Regions from separate parts of the Mus musculus genome. Here regions 1 and 2 are each linked to region 3. A link is a contact called in public Hi-C and HiChIP or PLAC-seq data. All regions are on one chromosome and are shown on one strand. Each heading gives the region's core, a stretch centred on a gene start, on an enhancer-like site or on the middle of the called end of the contact. The rest is flanking DNA. Distances are from core to core; before and after follow the strand shown. Region 1 overlaps Nck1 (non-catalytic region of tyrosine kinase adaptor protein 1). Region 2 has its middle 5.4 kb from the start of Gm28166. Region 3 overlaps Msl2 (MSL complex subunit 2).

Evidence for each region. A called contact is a pair of places that touch in the nucleus more often than the background predicts. HiChIP or PLAC-seq counts read pairs in DNA pulled down with a chosen protein or histone mark.
Region 1: a Hi-C map of memory CD8 T cells shows a contact between it and region 3, with 2.7 times the contacts expected there. The contact joins two enhancer-like sites. A contact is called at or near these places in 2 of 484 Hi-C or Micro-C datasets (bone marrow-derived macrophages and memory CD8 T cells) and 1 of 115 datasets of contacts at active chromatin or transcription factors (memory CD8 T cells).
Region 2: an H3K27ac HiChIP or PLAC-seq map of regulatory T cells shows a contact between it and region 3, with 7 times the contacts expected there. The contact joins two enhancer-like sites. A contact is called at or near these places in 2 of 484 Hi-C or Micro-C datasets (CD4 T cells and cortical neurons), 10 of 115 datasets of contacts at active chromatin or transcription factors (the 230-238 cell line, the NIH/3T3 cell line, bone marrow-derived macrophages and 7 more) and 1 of 9 other capture datasets (adipose tissue).

Annotation. Positions count from the first base shown.
Region 1 is chr9:100,518,995-100,524,010 of GRCm38.p6, forward strand. The region is part of intron 1 of Nck1 (non-catalytic region of tyrosine kinase adaptor protein 1); the gene reads right to left. Among named protein-coding and RNA genes, the nearest start is that of Gm46139, 19 kb to the right of the region's middle. Within about 2 kb of position 3,282, at least 23 of the 459 cell types and tissues checked have an H3K27ac peak or open chromatin away from gene starts, as enhancers often do. A contact at or near this core is called in memory CD8 T cells, where this site is marked.
Region 2 is chr9:100,453,093-100,457,622 of GRCm38.p6, forward strand. No RefSeq gene overlaps it. Among named protein-coding and RNA genes, the nearest start is that of Gm28166, 5.4 kb to the left of the region's middle. Within about 2 kb of position 1,284, at least 100 of the 459 cell types and tissues checked have an H3K27ac peak or open chromatin away from gene starts, as enhancers often do. A contact at or near this core is called in memory CD8 T cells and regulatory T cells, where this site is marked.
Region 3 is chr9:101,096,941-101,101,918 of GRCm38.p6, forward strand. Msl2 (MSL complex subunit 2) reads left to right here. Exons shown (of 2, transcript NM_001100451.2): 2 at 3,631-4,978. Among named protein-coding and RNA genes, the nearest start is that of Msl2, 25 kb to the left of the region's middle. Within about 2 kb of position 2,716, at least 42 of the 459 cell types and tissues checked have an H3K27ac peak or open chromatin away from gene starts, as enhancers often do. A contact at or near this core is called in memory CD8 T cells and regulatory T cells, where this site is marked.

The DNA.
Region 1 (5,016 bases), core at 2,032-4,531, 580 kb before region 3:
TGGACATAGTACTACCGGAGGATCCTGCAATACCTCTCCTGGGCATATATCCAGAAGATGTCCCAACCGGTAAGAAGGTCACATGCTCCACTATGTTCATAGCAGCCTTATTTATAATAGCCAGAAGCTGGAAAGAACCCAGATGTCCCTCAAAAGAGGAATGGATACAAAAAATGTGGTACATTTACACAATGGAGTACTACTCAGCTATTAAAAAGAATGAATTTACGAAATTCCTAGCCAAATGGTTGGACCTGGAGGGCATCATCCTGAGTGAGGTAACCCAATCACAAAAGAACTCAAATGAAATGTACTCACTGATAAGTGGATATTAACCCAGAAACTTAGTATAGCGAGATATAAGGTGCAATATGCAAAACATATGAAACTGAAGAAGAACGAGAGACCAAAGTGTGGACACTTTGCTCATTCTTAGAATTGGAAACAATCACCCATGGAAGGAGTTACAGAGACAAAGTTTGGAGCTGAGACAAAAGGATGGTCCATCTAGAGACTGCCATATCCAGGGATCCATCCCATAATTAGCCTCCAAACGATGACACCATTGCATACACTAGCAAGCCTTTGTTGCAAGGACGGTGATATAGCTGTCCCTTGTGAGACTAGGCCGGGGCCTAGCAAACACAGAAGTGGATGCTCACAGTCAACTATTGGATGGATCACACGGCCCCCAATGGAGGAGCTAGAGAAAGTATCCAAGGAGCTAAAGAGATCTGCAACCCTATCGGTGGAACAACATTATGAACTAACCAGTACCCCAGAGCTCTTGACTCTAGCTGCATATGTATCAAAAGATGACCTAGTTGGCCATCACTGGAAAGAGAGGCCCATTGGTCAGGCAAACTTTATATGCCCCAGTACAGGGGAACGCCAGGGCCAAAAAATGGGAATGGGTGGGGAGAGGGTGGGGGACTTTTGGGATAGCATTGGAAATGTAATTGAAGAAAATACGTAATAAAAAAAAAAAAAAAGAAAGAAAGAACTACCTTCAAAAAAAAAAAAAAAGATATGCTTTCCCCCACAACGGTAATTCATTGGTTTACATAAAAAAGGACTCTAAACAAATTCTCTTAAATGTTCTGACAGAACTAAACTTATTTTTAAAAAAGGATTTATTTATTTTATGTGAGTACACTGTTGCTGTCTTCAAACACACCACAAGAGGGCATCGGATCCCATTACAGATGGTTGTGAGCCACCATGTGGTTGCCAGGAATTGAACTCAGACTGGAAGGGCAGTGTTCTTAACCTCTGAACCATCTCTCCAGCACTCTCAATATTAACTTGTAACTATGGCCTATTATTTGTTGTTTTGTTCTGAGGCAGGGTTTCTCTATTATGTAGTTCTTGCTTCGCTGACCAGGTTTGCCTTGAATTTCCAGAGTGCTTTCTGTCTCTGTCTCCCAAGTGCTGGGATTAAAGGCATGCACACCTGGCTACACCCTCTGTTCAACACCCTTTTGCTTAAACTTAGCCTAAGTTTTCTAAACCTCATCTATCAAATTTAGCTAAAATTTGCTTTTTTTTTTAAACACATACTACTGTCCATATCACATCCCCACACAACATGAGTTAAGATTATCTACAGGAACATGCCTATCTCACTAAGAGGGATCAAAGCACAGGATGACTGGCAAGAGGGAAGTAAAGTCAAAATTGAACTGAACTCTCAGCACTCCCAAGAGAAAACAAAAACTAGGAAAATTCACGTGAAAGGAGTTCTTAAACATTCACCTATACTTCCACCAGGTGGCGCTATTAGCTGTGTCCCAATGTTGGTGCCTTCCTGTGTTCTGCTACTGGAATTCCTTTCCAGGACATCAGCATGCTCCTTTTTAATTACATGCTTCCAAGTGTCCTTAACTGAATCTATGTACAAACACAGCAATAAACAGCTAACTAGATAATACAGTGCTCTAAGAGGGATCTGGGATGAGGGGGTGGGGAGATGATAGGGCCAATTCTCATAGAAATGGAATAGTAGTGGAGAGGGAGAGAGCTCTAAACATAGTTTGCCTCCTGCAGACATGAGGACCTGAGTTCAAACCACAGAACCCATGTAAAAAGAAAAAGCAGAAATGGAAATGGTGGTGTACTTGTAATCCCAGCTCTGGGAAGGCAGAGACAAAGGCAGATCTCCAGGGTCAGCCAGCCTAGTGCAATTAGTGCATTCCAGATTGGTAAAAGGTGCTGTCATAAACTCCTCAGGACAGCTTCTGAGGAGCACACACACAAACACACTCACTCACAAATTTACTTACCTTGGAACTCAACAACAGGTTAAATAAACATTTTAAAGCAAAAGCAACCACATAGCTTTATCTGTCTGTACCTCAGATAATGAATGGTCTGAAGCATAGAGGGCCTGGATTGCCTCAATGAAAACCCCCAGTCCTTGCCTGTGTTTCTTTTCCCGTTTAACACTGGACTGCTACAAGCACTTTGAGGAGAGATTTTCTTTTAATTAGACCCCTATTCTTTCCAATATAATTATGCCTGTCTCTTTGACTGGCTTGTATTTTAATACTTAGTTACACCAAAAAGGGCTTTACTGTATGTAAATCAACTAAGTATGGAACCAAACAGCTACCAAGATGACTTAAAACACAGAATCAGTCTCCCACATACATAATCTTATATTGTTATTCAATACTCACTAAATTTTATATACCTTCCAACTGTTCATACTTTTTGTGACAGCCATCAAATTTGGAGACAACTAAATATTCATAGTAAAAGAGAAACTAGCATCCTACTATTATAAAATTGCCTTGTCTTTATAGATCCCTTAGTCAACTACAAATCTAAATCAATGAGTACACCAGACCAAAATATCTATACTTCACCTATTTCTATAAATTAATTAAGAACACCTAATATTAAGTTTGTCAAGACAGTCACTTGTGATCTCAAATGCCCTTAACCCCAGTACTCAAAAGAGACACAGGCAGATCTCTGAATTCAAGACCAACCTGGTCTATATAGAAAGTCCCAGGACAGCCAGGGCTACTCAATGAGACCCTGTCTCAAAGAAAGGCTATCAAACCATCTAACCAGGAAACGCTGAGGAAGGAGAATGTTTGCCATTGGCATAGGTCATGAGCAATGGGACCCTTTTTTGGCAAGTTAGATGTTCCTGTCTGAAAACAACTAGTGGCGGAGGAAGGGGGGGGGGGACATCTACAGGGAAATCTACCATGCTAGTTACACATACAGTCTGCTGTGCTTTAACTCATCACTTGACAATTTCCTGTTTCTGATAAGAATCAGCTAAGTAACAGTACCCAAGTAACTAAGTCAGGAAGTTTAGATGGGTTACAATCTCTCAGTGAACTATGAAAGGAGAAAAATCAACAATAACTTTGATATGCTACAGCAGGCATAAAGAGAAGGAAATTTACAAGATTACTGTAATCAACATTTTAAGCCACAACATCATATAGTTTATATTGCTAAATATTCTAACTAATGAAACACTCTACTACTTACAAAACAAAAATTAGAAGCACATCAGAAATAGAGGATTAAATCAAGTTGTTTTGTTGAGTTTGGTTTGGTTTTATTTTCTTATTGTTTGGTCAGTTGTAATCACATGTAGCCCAGGCTGGCCTTAAAACTCACTATATAGGTGAGGATGATCTTGGCTTTGAACTACTGATATTCCTACCTCCAATCCCAAATGCAGAAATTTTAGACCTGTATCACCATGCTCAGCACGATTAGGTTCTTTTAAAGATAGGGAACAATTTTATCATATTTTATTCAGGTTTGAATGATTACTTTGGATACATAACCAAGATGAGAAAACAAGAAAGATGAAAAAGTAAAAGGGTATTGTGCATATAAAATTCACTTGTTCATTCAACAAATATTAACTGAATAAATGTACACTAGGAGAACAAACCAAGTTCTGAAAACAAAGGAAGAGAAATCAAGTATTCTGCTAATAAAAGGAATTCTAGTGAAACTCCTGTTTCTTCAACTCATTTATACACGCCTTAGACTAACACAAGAGTAACACATTCCCTATATGATGATTTTGTCAGTCATCACAAAATCTTACTTTCTATCCTCTCTGAATTAAAATAAATTTACCCAAGATTACATCCTCTCGGGCTGGAGAGATGGCTCAGGGGCTGCTCTGCCACAGAAAGGACCCAGCTTCTGCATGGCTTCTCTCAACTATCCCTAACTCCAGTCCTGACATCCTCTCACACACAGACAGACAGACATGCAGGCAATAACACCAATGCACATAAAAAACAATAAATAAAAGAACATACCAATTCTGGAATCTGAAGAGAGGATTATGTTTTATAATAACTAAAGGAGCAACCAGTAAAATAGTAAACAATCTTGCTAAAGTAAATTACAATCATACAATTATAATACAAACTGTGAAAATGTATAACAAAGAATTGCATTAATATAAGACATTAGTTATTAGTTAAAGAGTTATTACCCTAATCCTTAGGTTACTGGATGGCTAAGAAACAAAATAGAATCACAATTGACTACATCCATTTTAAAGTGTTCTGAATGAGATAAAAATAACTGATGGGGTCAAGGATGTAGCTCTGGGTATATCGCCTGCCTAGAGCATGAAGCTCTGCTGAGCTCAATCATCATCACCACATAAAACCAGATGTAGTAGCACATGCCTGTAGTTCCAGAACTGGGGAGGTAGAGACAGAGGATCCAAGATCATCCTTAGTTTAAAGCCAGGATGAGTTAAAAGAGACCCATCTCAAAACAAGAACAAATTTACCAACAAGGAACACTGAATTACTTCTACTTAAAATTTCACATGTAAAGCTGGAGACAATCCTCAACACACACACACAAATCCTATGTTGAAATCCAAGCCCCAGCACCTTAGAATATGGCTATCTGGGTAGCTTCAGAATGTAAATGAGATAAATGAGTTTACCAACAGGCCCTTATCCAGTATGACTGGTGTTCCTGTAAGAGAAGTTTGGTTCACTTAAAGAGAAA
Region 2 (4,530 bases), core at 34-2,533, 650 kb before region 3:
ACCCTTGAAAAGTGAAAGCTTCACAATGCTACAGTTTCTGATCTTGTGTGTTCTTGTGAGTGATGACAGTTATTTCTTTTTGTTCGGTTGGTTGGTTTTGTTTTATTTTGTTTTGTTTTTGTTTTGTTTTGTTTTCCAGACAGGGTTAAAGACGCGGGCCAGGACACCTGGCCTGAGATGACAGTGTTTGTTTGTTTGTTTGTTTGTTTTGTTTTGTTTTGTTTTTGAGACAGGGTTTCTCTGTATAGCCTTGGCTGTCCTGGAACTCACTCTGTAGACCAGGCTGGCCTCAAACTCAGAAATCCACCTGTCTTTGCCCCCCCCCCCCAAGGTGTTGGGATTAAAGGCGTGCGCCACCACTGCCCAGCAAGATGACAGTATTTGTAATCACAGTGGCATTCTGGCTGCGCACTGTTCCTAGAGAATCCCAAATTGTCCCCTGAAATCAATTACGGAGCCCCCAAAGTCCCGACTCAGCATTCTCTAGGAGCTTTATTTATGATCTCAAAGTAAACTTAAAAGTATCCTTGAACTTTGGACAAATTGATCTGGGGTGGGGGGCCTTGTGCAGCTGCGGCTGCAGGCACGACCTTAGGATGAGCAAGTATGAAAAACTTGCTGAAGGTCCCTAGGCAATCTCGAGGCCTGTAGTGTGTGGTAGGTGAGCAGTTCAGGTAGCAGAGTAAAGGTAAGAGCTACCTCGTGCTATTTCGGGTCCCTGGAGGGCTTCTGTTCAGGTTCTCTTCTGTGTGGATCAGTTTCCGGCCTCTCCCAGGGCTGCCGATTGCTCGCTAAGGGATGCAAGGAGTGAACATTGCATCTTCTTTGTGAGCCTCCCACTCTGGCAAGGAATCACCAGGGTCCCAGGAGCCGGAAAACCAAAACCAAACCTACAGTTTGGGTCAACAGGGATGTTGCTCTGACTTCACCAACTATGCACAATGCTTTAGATTGAATGATCGGGGGGGGGGGGGGGGGTGGACGACTGGGATAAAGGTGAGTGGCTTGCAGAGTAGAGCAGAGGCAGAGAAAAGGGACCACTGGGCACATGCTCTGGTGTCAGTGAATGCAGAGAGAGAGGACATGGTGGCAGCTAAACTTGCAAGTGACAATGGAGAAACTCTATGTTCCGGTCTAAGCCTGGGGACTTTCTCCAACTGAGCCTTGGTTCCAGGAAAACTAGCCTGGGCTTTTCCCTTTCTCTCATCGGGAAGCCCACGGAGCTTCCTCTCTAGTGGGAACAAATGGATTTTTTTTTTCAGAATTCGCCACAAGGTGGCACCAGACACCGGTAGACGCAATGAAGTCGCTTCCCGCCGGGTGGGCGGTAGAATTGGGCCACCGGATCAGGTCAGGCCGGATTCAAAGGAAAAAGATCCGCATCCCCAGAAAAGTCACACAGGCCAAAGAAGGAAATAGGCCCACGGAAAACAAGACGCCTATTTTAAAGAGAAAGGGAGGAGTATCACAGAGGAGAGATATCATCGGCATTGCAACTCCTCAGTAAAACGGAAAGTTTCGCAAGAAACCTTGACTAGACAGTAAAGTGCGGGAAACGGGCGCTTGACGTGACAGGGGACAGTAACGTGTGGGAAGCAATCGATGGAGAGCCCAGAGAGGCAATTACAGGCCTGCAGGTGGATGCAAGTGGTGTCTGGAGACAGGGACTGGTGGAGGAGAAATCGGCCTGTGACTGACCTCTTGGCAATTGCTGGCATTTTCCAATGATAAAACGAGTGTGTCAATAAGCCCAACACAAATGAGTACTGTGAGCGATGACACAGTAAGGAAGCCGCCAAACTGGCCGCTCCACGATTGGGGGAAGATTTTATTGTGAATGGGGCAGGGGGGCAAGGGGGCGGGGTGGGGGGCCCAGAGACAGAGAGACAGAGACAGAGACAGAGAGAACATCCAGAGGCACCTGGAAGAGTCCAGAGCAGAGGGAGAAATAAGCAGATTGGACATGGCCAGCACTATTGGGAGCAGAGAGAAAGGTGTGTGTGTGTGTGTGTGTGTGTGTGTGTGTGTGTGTGTGTGTGTGTGTGTCATAGAATAGTCTTGAGACTAGCCAGAGTAGCAAGGAGTATGGTATAGAATAGCATACGAGGGAAAGGGGAAAAAGTCTTATAGAGAGCTGGCTGGTTTCTGGGAGGAAGGAAGCCTGTGAATGGAGGCAGCCTGGGAGTTAGCAAAGTGGGGGAGGAGTGGCAAGGGCCAGGGTGCTAACCTGGGCTTTGGGGTGTAAGTAGGGTCTGAGGAAACCTGGAGGCCAGCATAGACTTTGATCTGCAGCCATGGGTATGTATCAATGGACAGCCACATGTCCCCTCTGCCAGAGGCAAGGGACACGACTCCTTTTGGCAGAGGGAATCCCATTTCACAAGTTCCTGAGGAAAGCTGGCTTTTATCTAACCACCAATAATCCTCCTATAGTCTTCCTTGAGCTGAGCCAAGTCTGTCAGGGTGTTTGTTTTTTGTTTTGTTTGACATAGATACTTTCCAAGACCTGACAAGTTAGCAGCAGAAATACATACTGTTGCTCTCTTTCAAATTTTTACTTTTGTATGTGTGTGGAGGGTGTGTGCATGTGTGTGTGTGTGTGTGTGTGTGTGTGTGTGTGTGTGTGTTGTGCCACTGTGCGGACGCCAGGGAACCCCTTTGTGGCATTTGCTCCCTCCTGCCCCTTCTGTGGTTTCCAGGCGTGGGTTGAGCCCAGGTCTCCAGGCCTGCTCTGCCAACGCCTTTAGCCATCTGAGCCACCTCACTGGACTTAATTCATCTTGAGAATTAGTTTGTCCCATCGTCTTCTTGGTTATCCCTATGGGCTGATGATTTCAGGTAGATTTTTATTGACGGATAGCCTTTCTCCTCGGCGTGCTCAACTCTGCCCCACCTGTGGCCAGGAGAGACTCCTTTTAGACTGGTTATGTAAAGTTTTGACTGACCCAATTGTTCAAAACTTGGTTTTCTGATGGAGCAAGGAGTAAATGTTCTAGAATTCCCACAAGCCTTTCCCTTCCAGACCAGACACAGAATTAGCTATTGTTCTACGAAAACCTTGACTTCTTGGAGGATAAACAACGTTGAGAACCAAAATGACGTCATCGGTGTGCATTGTGGAGGGGTTTGATTCTACCCTGCCACTTCAACAGGAAAAAGCAAAAGCACTTTTTTTTTTTAACACCAAACTATGGGTTTCAAATGGTGTGACTTCCAACTTCAGGTGGCACAAAAGACTTGTGCATTTTATGCAGGCGTGACTCCACATTATCCATTGTTTAATTTTGTCTTAGGGTTTCTATTACTGGGAAGAAGAAAAAAAAAAAAACCACCATGACCAAAAGTAACTTGGGAAAGAAAGGGTTTATTTTGCTTACACTTCCAATCCATCAGAGAGGGAAGTCAGAGTGGGAACTCCAGCAGGGAAGGAACCCATAGACAGTTGCTGACACAGAGGCCATTGGCCTTGCTCAGCCTGTCTATCTTATGGATCCCAGAAAGACCAGTCCAGGGACTGCATTGTCCATAGTGAGTTGGGCCCTTCCCCATCATTCACTACTTAAGAAAATGTCCTGCAGGCTTGCCTACAACCCAGTCTTGTGGAGGCATTTTCTTAACTGAAGTTCCCTCCTCCCAGGTGACTCTGGTTTGTCTTAAGTTGACTCCTCTCAGATGACTCTAGCCTATCTTAAGTTGACATTAACCCTGGCCATCAAAGATCTGGTTCTAACAACACACTGTTCCTATGCAAACTTTGACGTCCACAATTGACCCTCCGCAGTTTTGATGCCCAAAGTCAGGTTCTTTCAGAATAAAGAGTATTCATTTGCTTCATCTGATAGCTTAGGAAAATAACTTTTTAAAGAACTATCAATAGAAACAGTACAAACACTGAATAAATTTTGTTTTAGACAGCATACCCCTGAGGATTTGTTGCCAAGTTACTGTGACTCAAATCACACATAATCTCTCACACCAGGGGCTACATGGGGACAGAAGTGTGGGTTCCGGTGTTGGTGTTCATTTTCATCTTTAGAGGGCTGTGACCTGCCCTGGGCCAATTTTATTCTCTATCTTTTCACTTTTTCTTAAGGCTTATTATAAACTCTCGGTATACTAATAATTCGCTTACTAGTAATATCGTATTGTTTAATCATCTCCCTATTGTTCATTGAAATCCAAGCTCCATGAAGCGGGACTTTGTTTTGGGATGATGCTAAGTGTTCTGTGAAGGCACAAGTAGAGAATCTGGGTCTGTGGGAAGCAAGGGCCACATCAATTAACATAATCAAGACAATCCCCCACAGACCTGAGCTCAGGCCAACCCGATCTAGACAGTCCCTCACTCAGAATCTTCCTGCCTGATTCTAGATAGCATCAAGCTGACAATTAGAACTGTTACACAGACAGAGAGAGGAAAGAGGGTTCTAAGAGAGTAAACCAGCTCTGAGGAGGTAGCTATCCCCCCATCAGGAGCAGGCTCTGTTTCTGATGTTCGGGTGGGGTCCAATATCCACATGTTGGGAACCT
Region 3 (4,978 bases), core at 1,466-3,965:
TTATGTATTATTGTAACACCTCAAGAGGCTTAGGGCTTTAACAAGGCCTGTTTATTAGATTTGTCAGTTTTGATTTATTGCTCCAATATAAATGATTATATGTTTTACACATCAATCAATTTTGTATATAATCTAGGCTATCTGAATACTTTCATTTATGGTAAAATGCTATATACAAGCAGTTTCAGCTGTTGTCAAATGATGTGGAAGTAGGACTTTGTTCCTTATTGGGCTCTTTTGCAGCAAAGGTAACTCTGCCTCCCACATATGCTGTATTAGTCACTGTTGTATGGTGTGAAGATACATCATGACCAAGGCAATTCTTAAAAAAAAACAAGCATTTCATTGGAGCTGACTTACAGTTTCAGATGTCTATTCCATTATTATGGCAGGGAGCATGGCAGCTGGCAAGCATGGTGCTAGAGAAGTAGTTTAATACATACCAAACAGCACCCCCCCAAGACATTTTTAAGGCATTATTACCAAAAGCATGTAGAAATTCATTATAATTCTCATCAAAATCCCAATGACACTCTTCACTAAACTACTTTAAAAACTGTAAAACTCATAGAGTAATACAAAAGGCCTCAACTAGTCAGAGGAGCACTGGAGGTGTCACAGTACTTGATTTGAGATTACTATGGAGCAGTAGGAGCAAACAGCACAGTACTGACACAACAGGTACACAGTGATCCACAGTGATCCACAGTGATCCACAGTGATCCACAGTGACACACAGTGATCCACAGTGATCCACAGTGATCCACAGTGACACACAGTGACCCACAGTGATCCACAGTGATCCACAGTGACACACAGTGACACACAGTGACACACAGTGATCCACAGTGACACACAGTGACACACAGTGACACACAGTGATCCACACAGTGCAACAGAGCAGGAGCCTCAGGAGCTACAGACACCTGAGGGTTTTTACCAAGGTGCCAAAGTTTTACACTAGAAAAAAAGCCCGTCAAGATTCCAAAGGACTAAGGGGTGCAGTAAGAAGAGGTGATTCTGTGTTAGGTACCTATCTGTGATACCCATGTGTTTAAAACCTGCCTCTTCCTGAGTTTTGGGATTAAAGTGTGAGATTTGATTCGTTTTTTGTTTTGTTCATGTGTAAGTTGTTGGCATTACATTTTAGTTTAGTACTGTTTGCCATTGTAGGTTTTATTTTATGATTGTTATTACCTCCAGATCCAGTGTTCTCAGAATTTTGTTTTTTGTTTTTTGTTTTTTAAGCCACTGCCATTTAAGTGTATCAAGTGCTTGTCAGTTACGTGGGCGTGTATGTGTGTGCTTCCGTCTGTTCGTCTGTCCCTCTCTGCTTTCCCACCTTAATTTTCCCTAGTAATCTGATTAGAATATTTTTTTGTTAGATTGGGTAATCAAATGGATAATCAAAAAGACTGTGCTTCAGCCTGGTGTGCTGATGGTGCCTTCTGAACAAACAACTGTGTTACTGATGTAGGTTGACTGTGAATACACCTGTGTGCAATCTTTGTTGTTTTGGGTCTTGAATTTATAGACTGCCCCTTCCAGGGAAGCTGTGAGTAAGAGCCATAGCTCTAGCTCTTGGTACTTTTTTTTGAAGACCATGTCCCTTTATATACTGCAGCTCAGGTTGTCCTGAAACGCGACCTTCTGCCCTCCAAGTGCTGAGATTACAAAAGTGTGTGTGTGTAACTTGTATATAAGTGTTTCTAAATACTTTTCTTCCTAAATATTTAAAATATCTTCTTGGTGCTGGTTTTAAGTAGGAGTGTTGGGAAATATAAATTACTGAGAGTTCATTGGTAATATACATAGAAACTCACAGTTATATACAATGTTTTCTTGTGGCCTTCCTAAACCCAGTGACTCTCAGAGTTCTTGTGAATGGCTTTCTTGGAATTATATATATATTCTAGATAAAGATATGGGAGTATCTAACATCTTAGAGAGTTTTACATCTTCTTTTTCAACAATGTCCTCCCCCCCCCCCCCAATCCCCTTAGGGACCTCAGGTGTATGTTTGCTGTAGGTTAAAGAAGTTTAGTTTGCTGGAGATGAATGTTATAAACTGAAAGGTTTTGGGTTGTATGTTGTTGGACTCTTGTGGTTGTGTCTTGTCTTCTTGATGGCTTTTGTCGTTATTTTCTTGTATATGTGGCCTTAGTTCCATGGGGCTTAATAATTTTTTTTGTCTTGAGATTTTTGGTGTTAGTTATTTAAAAATTAAAAATGAAGGTGTCAGGGAGATGGCTGAGTGGGTAGAGTGCTTCCTATGCAAGCATGAATGGAGGTGCTGTCTAACCCCACACTGGTAGGGTGGAGACAGGCTGATGACCCAGTAGAATCTACCCTTCTATTGTTCTTACTTGTACGTCATTTATAATTTGATAGCTGTCTCAAGTTGGTAGACCATTTTACCATGTGTGTTTGTGTGGTATGTGCACATATGTGTGCCAATCATGTGTGCAGAGGCTGTAGGAGAGGACATTAGATGTCCTGTTCTATTTATTTTTTGAAAGGTGGTCTCTCACTGAACCTGGAGCTGGGAGCCAGTGAGCTCCAGTGGACCACCCCACTATTCTACCCCTTGTTGCTAAAGTTACACAAGTGTGCCACTACAACCAGCATGTTTATGTGCTTTCTGGGGATAGGAGCGCAGCTCCTCATACCTGTGCTGTACACGTTGTTAGCCCTTCCCAGCTGAGCCAGCTCCCCAGCTCCACTTTCACTTTCCTAATCTGTTGCTGTACGAGGATACCTATGGTTTATAATAGAACAGTTCTTTTGAGTTCTGGCGTACAGTATTACTTCCATTTTTCTTTATTGTAATAAGTTTAAACATAATGGCCCACGTCTGTGGTTTAGAGGGAAGTTGTTAACGTGAAAAAAAAGTCTATTGAGCCAGGCATGGTGGTGCACAAGTTTCTCCCACCAATCCCGATCTTGTTCTTTTGAGTCAGGGTCTCTGTATAGTCCTTAGCTGCCCTGGAATTCACTATGTAGAGACCATGCTGTCCTTGAACTTATATAGAGATTCACCTTCCTCTGACTCTATAGCGTGCTGGGATTAAAGATGTGCACCACTGTGTCAGGCTCAGATACCCCTCATTTTATTCTGTTCTTATGTTTTAGTCCTTGTGGGAGATTTGAATTGAATAAAACTCCCTTTTCTTTTAATGAATGAGCCCTTACTCCATTGTAGTTTACATTTTGATCTTATGGCTCATATATATAATTACAGGTTGGAATTAGATTTGTACCAATTCTGTTCAATAAGTTGTCTATTCTTCTCTTGTATTAGTTTGGGGCCTCAGGGGTTTTAAGCCTACACTTTACCACCACACTTACTTCCTGGTAGCTTTTGGAGAGAAGACCATAAGGAGGTTGGTGTTAACATTTTGTGGGCAAGACCGAAATCCAGGAAGACTGTGATTTGAGATAACGGAATGGAGACTATGTTACAGAAATGAAGTAAGATGTTGACGATTTCTCCAGTTATCTCTGTATACCCTTCCTTCCAGTCTAGTGAGTCTAACAAATTTCAGTTTAAGAGATTAATGTCTGAACTCCATTATATGAAACAGTATATTAGTTTTGCTAAAATCTGTGCTTTCCTCCTCCTCCCCTTAGGACATTTGCTTCAAGATCCTATTGCACCCACCAACTCCACCTGCCAACACTATGTCTGCAAAACTTGTAAAGGCAAGAAAATGATGATGAAACCTTCATGTAGCTGGTGCAAAGACTATGAGCAGTTTGAGGAGAACAAGCAGTTAAGCATCCTAGTGAATTGCTACAAGAAACTGTGTGAATATATAACCCAGACGACACTGGCACGGGATATAATAGAAGCAGTTGACTGTTCTTCTGATATTTTGGCTTTGCTTAATGACGGATCATTGTTTTGTGAGGAGACCGAGAAACCTTCAGATTCATCCTTCACTCTGTGTTTGACACATTCCCCTTTACCTTCAACTTCAGAACCCACAGCTGATCCTCAAGCTAGCTTATCTCCAATGTCTGAGAGTACCCTCAGCATTGCCATTGGCAGTTCTGTTATCAATGGTTTGCCTACTTACAATGGGCTTTCAATAGATAGATTTGGTATAAATATCCCTTCACCTGAACATCCAAATACAATTGACGTGTGTAATACTGTTGATATAAAAACTGAGGATCTGTCTGACAACCTGCCACCTGTCTGTGACACGGTAGCCACTGACTTGTGCTCCACAGGTATTGATATCTGTAGTTTCAGTGAAGATATAAAACCCGGTGACTCTCTTTTGCTGAGTGTTGAGGAAGTACTCCGCAGCTTAGAAACTGTTTCAAATACAGAAGTTTGCTGTCCTAATTTGCAGCCAAACTTGGAAGCCACTGTATCCAATGGACCTTTTTTGCAGCTTTCTTCCCAGTCTCTTAGCCATAATGTTTTCATGTCCACCAGCCCTGCACTTCATGGGTTATCATGTACAGCAGCAACTCCCAAGGTAGCAAAGTTGAATCGAAAACGATCCAGATCTGAAAGTGACAGTGAGAAAGTTCAGCCACTTCCAATTTCTACCATTATCCGAGGCCCAACACTGGGGGCATCTGCTCCTGTGACTGTGAAGCGGGAAAGCAAAATCTCTCTTCAACCTATAGCAACTGTTCCCAATGGAGGCACGACACCCAAGATCAGCAAGACTGTACTTTTATCTACTAAAAGCATGAAAAAGAGTCATGAACATGGATCCAAGAAATCTCACTCTAAATCCAAGCCAGGTATTCTTAAAAAAGACAAAGCAGTAAAGGAAAAGATGCCTAGTCATCATTTTATGCCAGGAAGCCCTACCAAGACTGTGTACAAAAAGCCCCAGGAAAAGAAAGGATGTAAATGTGGGCGTGCTACTCAAAATCCAAGTGTTCTTACATGCCGCGGCCAACGCTGCCCTTGCTACTCTAACCGGAAAGCCTGCTTAGATTGTATATGTCGTGG